2 separate regions of the Mus musculus genome follow, and region 1 is linked to region 2. A link is a contact called in public promoter capture Hi-C data. All regions are on one chromosome and are shown on one strand. Each heading gives the region's core, a stretch centred on a gene start, on an enhancer-like site or on the middle of the called end of the contact. The rest is flanking DNA. Distances are from core to core; before and after follow the strand shown.

The links. Promoter capture Hi-C pulls out the DNA fragments that hold promoters and counts their contacts.
Region 1: a contact with region 2 is called in a promoter capture Hi-C map of liver, with 4 times the contacts expected there. The contact joins two enhancer-like sites. A contact is called at or near these places in 2 of 39 promoter capture datasets (both in liver), 7 of 484 Hi-C or Micro-C datasets (bone marrow-derived macrophages, double positive thymocytes, large pre-B cells and 2 more) and 2 of 115 datasets of contacts at active chromatin or transcription factors (CD8 T cells and bone marrow-derived macrophages).

Annotation. Positions count from the first base shown.
Region 1 is chr16:24,871,981-24,875,789 of GRCm38.p6, reverse strand. All of the region lies in intron 9 of Lpp (LIM domain containing preferred translocation partner in lipoma), which reads right to left. Among named protein-coding and RNA genes, the nearest start is that of Gm22672, 10 kb to the left of the region's middle. Within about 2 kb of position 1,434, at least 17 of the 459 cell types and tissues checked have an H3K27ac peak or open chromatin away from gene starts, as enhancers often do. A contact at or near this core is called in liver, where this site is marked.
Region 2 is chr16:24,640,035-24,644,076 of GRCm38.p6, reverse strand. The region is part of intron 5 of Lpp (LIM domain containing preferred translocation partner in lipoma); the gene reads right to left. Among named protein-coding and RNA genes, the nearest start is that of Mir28a, 190 kb to the left of the region's middle. Within about 2 kb of position 2,531, at least 25 of the 459 cell types and tissues checked have an H3K27ac peak or open chromatin away from gene starts, as enhancers often do. A contact at or near this core is called in liver, where this site is marked.

The DNA of each region.
Region 1 (3,809 bases), core at 185-2,684, 230 kb before region 2:
TGCCTTTTACCTACCAAAATTTAACAGTAACACAAGGACTAGGGGGTGGGCTAATGCTCTTCTGTTTAGTGTATCTGAATAGTTTCCCCTTTTCAGACCTAATCAAATCAAAGCTGACACAGAAAAAAGAAGAACAGGGACTCCATTTCCATTCAAAAGCTTCTTTAGCCGTATGCCTTTTACAGGACATAACCAACTGATGCTCCCTGCCAGAGTCACTAGAAGCACTACATTTCACCCCAAATCTGTCCATGATGATCAAAAGAGTGAAATGAGAGACAGAGACAGAGAGAAGGAGGAGGAGGAAGAGGAGAAGAAGAAGAAGAAGAAGAAGAAGAAGAAGAAGAAGAAGAAGAAGAAGAAGAAGAAGAAGAAGAAGAGAAGAAGAAGAAGAAGAAGAAGAAGAAGAAGAAGAAGAAGAAGAAGAAGAAGAAGAAGAAGAGGAGGAGGAGGAAGAGGAAGAGGAAGAGGAAGAAGAAGAAGAAGAAGAAGAAGAAGAAGAAGAAGAAACGAAGGGAGGGAGGGAGGGAGGGAAGGAAGGAAGGAAGGAAGGAAGGAAGGGAGGGAGGGAAAGAATGGGTCAGATTCTTAAAATCTAAGTAGACCGCACTGGGAAAGTTTCATCAGGATATTTTACTTAGGTAAATAAGGTTCAATCAGGCACGTGCACACAAACTTTAAATATTAAGGGGGAAAAGCATAAACAGCCTTTAAGTTCTTATTGTTTCTAAAGAAGCCCAAAAAAGGTGTGCAGAAATGAGGAAACTCTGCAGTATGTATGGTTCACTAACCCTCACTTAAGCATGCTTCAGTCTAACGGGAAAAAAAATATAGAAATGTACTTCATGGTGTTTATTTCCATATACTAAAATTTAAAATTTTATTTCTGTGTCTGCATGTGTGCCTTCTTGCATGTGTGTGTACTGTGTACATGCAGGTGTCCCGGAAGCCAAAAGAGGGTATTGGATCCCCTGGAACTGGAATTAGGAGGCTGTGAATACTAGTGTGGGTATTAGGAACCATGTCTTGGTTCAAAGAGGAACAAGTCTTCTTAGTTGCTAAGCCATACTATACTTTTGGATATTCTGTAAATGTAATAACCAAGGCCATTTTACGTAAATGTTTTGATTATTTTTAATAAATGTAAAAGCTATAGTTAACACCATGACCAAGCCAGAACTATCACCCATGTCTTTCTCTTGGCATTCCTCCCTACCCTCAGCAAGTCAGTCTTTCACATTTTACCAGCTTATTTCCCTATGTGTCCATTTTACTGTGTGACGATGATGCAATTTGTCCTTTCACCTACAGATGGAGTCTTGGGCCACTGCCAATTTTGACTACTACAAATAAAGTTGACATCAACCTCTATGTTCAAGTCTGTGTGAAAACAGGGGTTTTGTTTGCTTTAGGCGAACATGTTGGAGAAAAGCTTGGTTATGTTTACTGTGTGTTTAATTTTTAAAGACACTGCTAAGATCTTTTAAAAGTATCCATTGTACGATCCTGTTCTCAGCAGTTCAGGAGAATCTCAGCCATTTCACATCCCAGTTCGCGCCTGGGACGTGGCAGAGCCTCGAATCTCTTCAATTTGAATTTGTTCCTAACTCAAGTAAGGGGACACTTTAGGAAGTCTCTTCTTGGGGACCACAGATACCAAGCATATTTTTAGTTGATGATTTTTCCCAGAAAAGCATCTGTTTAAACCTTTTGCCTCCTTTTGTTTTTTGTTTTGATTGAGTTAGAAACCTGCTCTCTGTATACTGGACACATATCATTTTGGATGCATGGCTTGGTGTTTCACATTTCAATGGTTTCTTCTGAGAACAAGTTTTAGATTTTTCTGCTTTTCGTTTTTTGAGGACAGGGTCTTGTTTCAAGCCCTGGCTGGTATGGATGTAAATTTTAGTTCTCTTGTCAAGAGTTTCCATGTCCTGGACTTACACGCTTTTAGAATGTTGATGAAATTGAATTTATCTTTCAATAGATTTATTTGGGTATATCCTACATTAAATCTTTGACTGCCCTAATTTCATAAGAACTTTCTTGGGAGTGTTTTTTTTCATAAAAACTTTATAATTTTGGCTTTTATTTCTAGCTTTTGATCCAAAATATACATAAGACTTCTATAGTTTAAAATTAAAAAAAAGTCACCGAGCAAAATGAAAGAACACTTACATCAAGGAACAGATACATCATGTTCATGGTTTGGAAGTCCTTTTAAGGAGTCAATGCTTCTCATTTGAATTATGAGTAATCCTGCGGGCTTTATCAATATGAATTGACAAGCCACTTCTAGAATGCAAAAGGATGCAGAACAGTCCAACCAATTTTGACAATAACAGAGGTGGATATTTTGCTCTCATCCTCTATCTACACAAAAAAAGAAAGTGGGACAGGGAGATGCTGTGTTGCTCAGGGTGGAACTGACCTTGTAACATTGTTGCCATAGCCTCTACAGTGGCTGAGACACGTACCACTATATTCAACTTGCTGAAGGATGTAAACGGTTTGAAAGCAAGGTTTACTGTAAGGCACCATAACTGAGGCACAGGGTAGACTGTAGACTGGCACAGACGTGTAAAAGTTTCAAACTTGGCAGGTTGTGGTGACAAATGTCTTTAGTTCCAGTAATTGGGAGGCAAAGCCAGTTGGATCTCCATGAGCTTGAGGCCAACCTGATCTTCACAGTGAATTCTAGACCAGCAAGGGCTACACAGTGAAACCCTGTTTCAAACAGATGAAAAATAACAAAATGAAAAACACCTTTGGGGCTGGAGAGATGTCTCAGTGATTAATAGCATTTGTTGCTCTTCCAAGAGGACCTATGTTCATTCCTAGGACACACATGGCAGCTAACAACTGATTGTAACTTTGGTTACAGGGGATCTGATGTCCTCTTCTGGTCTCTGTAGCCACTAGGCGCACACACAAGGTGCGCAAACTTTTATAGTATTTGCGTGTGTTTACATGTCTCATAATTAATTATTTAATACTTCTTTCCAGAAAGGCATCTGTGTATCTCTTATAAGACTAGTGTTTTTGTCTCATATCTGTTTATTTCCTAAATATAATTGTGTATGGCCATGAAAGCAGACTAAGCGGAGGATCAGCAAACAGATTTTATATTTTATCAGTAGACCAGAGTTAGTGTTTAGTTTTATATTAAACAAACACAAAACAACCCACACTTGTTTTTTGTATTTATTGGCTTAAGTTTTTTCATATATTTTGATTATATTCCTCCCCTCCTTTGCTCTTCTAAGATCCTCCCCATCTCCCCCTGTCCTACACACAAACAAAACTAAGCCAAACCAAAACAGCACATACACACAAAGAAAAACAGAGCTGATTTTGTGTTGGCTATCTACTGCTGAGCATGGGTTCTGTCTTGAATAGTGGCTGATAGATCCAGTGACACTCTATTGGAGTGATTTTTACTCTCCCAGCTGATATCAATTTCCAGTAGTTTCTTGGTTAGGGATGGGACTCTGCGGCCACTTTCTGGTCTCTGTGCTTGATTTTGCATGGCTTCTGCAAGTCTTGTGTGTGCTGTCTTTCTGTGAGTTCATGTATACCAGGCCTAGTCTCGGAGACCCTGCTTCCTAAGAGTCATCCATTACCTCTGGCTTTTAAAATCTTTCTGCCTCCTCTTCTGTATACATTCTTGAATTTGGGGAGGGGGGAGTGTTGATAAGCACATTCCGTTTAGGACTGAGTGATCCAAAATTCTCTCACTTTGTACACACTGTTGAGTTTGTATGTTAATTACCATTTATTGTAAGAAGATGGTGCACATGAATTATTTA
Region 2 (4,042 bases), core at 1,282-3,781:
ACTCCCAGCGTACAGTATTTTCCACGTGCCACTCAGTTGTCACAGGGGAGTATAAAGGACTCCAGACCTTTGGAAATTCCCCCCAGGAATCCGTGAACTTCCTGTATAGAAACAGCTTCACCTTCGAGCTTGCTGGTTGCCTAAAGGTTTGGTGGGTAGAAAGGCATGAAGACGAGCGAGTACTGGCTGCCCAGGCCAAAGGCAACTGAGATGGAGGTGGTGCAACAAGAAACCTGAAATTGAGGTGTACACATTTCCATCCTTTACAATAAAAACCAAGGAAAATACCAAATTACCAAGATGGAAAATTCCCACCGTGAGCAACAAGACTGAGCAAGAAGAGAAAAACAAGCTATGCGGTCACGGGAAACACACATCCCCCTGCTAAGAAAACACACATATTCCCACGAAGAACTCTTTCCTTCTGAATAGAGCTAAAGGTGCAAGAACTAGTTTGATAGAGACATTATATTACCTAGACAAACCTGAACTGGATTATCTGTTTGTTTATTAGATTATGGCTTTAGGCTCATTGTTTCCTGCTAAGAGCCCTTGACATGAGCCGATACACACATTCCTTGGAAGGAAGGCTTTGTGGTTGTATTTTATGGTGCTTAGGCTCTTGAAAAGACTTGTGAATGCAGTCACCCCAGAGGATTAAATCTCTGGGGCCACCTCATTGGGAGGATCCAGTTCATTTCACACAGCCTCAAATAGGACATATGAGCTTTTTGCACCCAACACCAACTTATTCCCTGTGGAATTTCTCATAGTAACCCTCACCCGCTGATCTTGGTCACCACCCAAACACCAGATCCTGGGTGCCAATAAATTGGAAATCAAAGCAAGGTAAATTGGAAGTGAAAGTCAACTAGGTTTCACTTCTGTCTGGCCACCCAAAGGGGAGAAACGCTGTCCTGGCATTTCTGTCAAACCATCAGGCAAAATCGTTCTCCCAAAAATAAATACCAGAGTGTATCAACCACAGCTTCTGACTCTATATAACAAACAAACAAACAAACAAACAAATGATGTCATTCATTTACCATCTACTTACTTTGTTGATCTCTTCATTTTAATAGGAAAGCTTTTGTTCGTATGCCTCAGACTGGATTGGAACGAGGCTATGATATAGAAATCTTCTGAGGACAGGGGTCTTAACATTCTAGGATTCCCAACAACTTCTCATCCCAAGCCAGCAGGGGCATAAACATGAGAAGGACACATTTCTAGAAACAGCACTCCTGACAAAGCTCTCAAACACCTGTGGCCTTTGTTTCTCTGATATTCTAGGGATTGGGCGGTGTTGTACTCTTAATCCTCTCGGTTATAAAACAAGTCTAAGTGTTGATCTTCTGTGCCAGCGAGGATTTATCCTACAGAGTTTTCTGTTTTGTTTTGGTTTTTGGTGCCTACGTTAAAAAAAAAAACAAAAAACAAAAAACGAAAGTATCTTGAAAACAAAGTATCTCAGTATCTTATTGATTACCAATACAGGCCAATATTGTTTGAACTAAGCTTAGAGAAAGCAGTAAGACACACCTGAAGACTGGTTCCTCCAGTTCCCTAACTGTCCTCTATGGAGTCCATTCTATCGCCACTGGACAATACAAATTTGTTTTAAATGGGATGTTCTAAACAGCCCAGCATGCGATGAGCATGGGAGTCATCGCCTAAAACACAGAGAGTCGATGGAACTAATTGTAAATTCTACTTCATGTTAATTCATATAAATTAGATATAAACTAAAACTCAAAATCATGACTAGCAGCTAGCATATCACATGTCAGGGAATTATCTCTACTACATAAAGAAGATGACTCATTCCATTTTCCAAGGACAAAATTCATGTTTGGAAAGTATGAAACTCAACCCGTTTTTTGTCAAAATTTCAGTATCAGAGAGTATATAGAAGAAACCCCCAAGGCATGAGCAGATTCACAGATTTCTCATCATTTGAATAAGGAGATGCCAATAGGGAAAATAATCAGGTTTTACATATTCCCAACACCTCAACTCAGATACTGGGTTAAAGGTACTCACAAGTGAGGGCCAGGAACTAGGAAAGGGAATTATTACACAGGGAAACACTGTTTTATGTTTTGTTTTGTTTTGTTTTGTTTTTGTGTGTTGTTGTTATTTAGAAAAAAAAGGGCAGTGCTACAGAAAGCCCCGAGTGTTAGTGCTACCCTGCCAAGGATGTTTCATGAGGACATTCTGGGGAGCAAGTGGCTGACATGGCTTCTCAGGGGAGTTTATTACTGATGAGGCCATATGTTAAGGTTCCACAGTCCGCATTACCAAACAGCAGGGGCAGAGGAGCAGTGTCTCTATTCTGAACACAGGTAGGGCCACAGAACACACTAATACCCCCGAGGAGGCAGGGACCCAGCACAGTGAGGCATAGCAGAAAGTGAGGCTCTTCACTAGTAAAGAAACTGCAGGGAAGGCAGGGCAAATGCAACCGGAAAGGTTAAGAGTTATGCAGGCATAGCAGGTGTGAGGGGAACAGACGTACAGTGAACACACAGGAAGAGAGGCAGTGTGAGCTACTGAGTCAGCACATGGCACACGGGAAGTCATTTCAAATCCACTTAGACCTTCAACCTCCATCAACAGATTAATAACTTCAAAGCAAATTGAAATGAACTTGATTATACTTGCAAATTACAGCAAAATTAAAAGACACCCCAAATGTAAAGGTAACACTAGTATATATGCGCATAATACATAAAATTCAAAAACGCTAACAGAATCACACACACTCACACACACACACAGACACACACACACACACACAAAGTTAATGCTGTTTGGATAAGATGTGAGTTACCTGATTAGGCAATTGTTTGTTTTAAAAAAAAAAAAATCCTATCATGGGACAAGGGAAAATAAAGCCAGAATTGTGACATGCCAACTAATTCACTCTGTGTGCAGAAAGTCACTTCATCAAGCTGCTGCAATGAAACTGCCACCCATCTCTTCAGCAGCAGCTCCTTGACACAAGCAAAGGAGACGTGAGTATGAGAGAGAACCGTGAGAAACTGGCACCTAATACAGAACAGGGACACATAACCAGGGATCTCTTTAGCTTACAAGGAGATCCATGCAACAGAACACCCATGCATCTGATCAGAGGACCCAAGTAAGCCAGGGTTATGGATCTATTAGGAACAACTGGGTGTAAGGATCTAGAATCAGGCTTAATGGGAAATGTCATCTCATTTCCGGTGGTCTGTTAGGCAGATAAGCCCTTTGGACAAATATTTTAAGGTTTTCCCTTATCATGGTGCCATCATCTGAGTGGGAAATGTCTCCACAGAATCATTCTTGAACCCTTTGCTTCACTTTATCGGGATTTTGAAGCTATAGAGCTGTGAGGAACTGAGACCTGACTGATGGAAGACATGGTTATGTTCTACCTCTGTGCGCCTCGTGGTCAGCAACATGGAAAGGCCTGTATCCCATGATGCACAGCCACAGGCTGAGCTGCCCCACTATGCCTTCCCAGCCCTAAAGAATGGCAAGCCTCCCTGGGATGCTATGAGTCAAGTTGTTACAAAAAGTGGTCACAATGACACAGGAGGAACTAAAAGCATACTTCTACAAAAGCCTGGGAAACTCAGCGCCGTGTGAGCAGGGAAAGTGGGGACCCACATTAACTCTTCTTGCTTCCCCAAGTGGATCACTGAGAACACCCTTGCTCAGGAAGCTTTTATGAAGATGTAATGAGACCACAGCAATCAATGCTATGCTATGCTATGCTATGCTATGCTATGCTATGCTATGCTATGCTATGTACTGTCTGTCTGCTCTCTGCCTCTATATTAGAAACACCTCACTTGGGTTTCCTCATTCTAAGAATATAAACTTCTGCCTCCCTCTCTATTTTCTAGGTAATTTGGTTAAAAGCAAACACCTTCTGTGCTTACCACACAGAATCTTATAACCTAGACTGAGGAAATCAGAGAAACCACTAACCTTAATGAAGTATTGGCTATATATACCTGTGCTTCTATCTATATCTTAAAATAGTTTATAA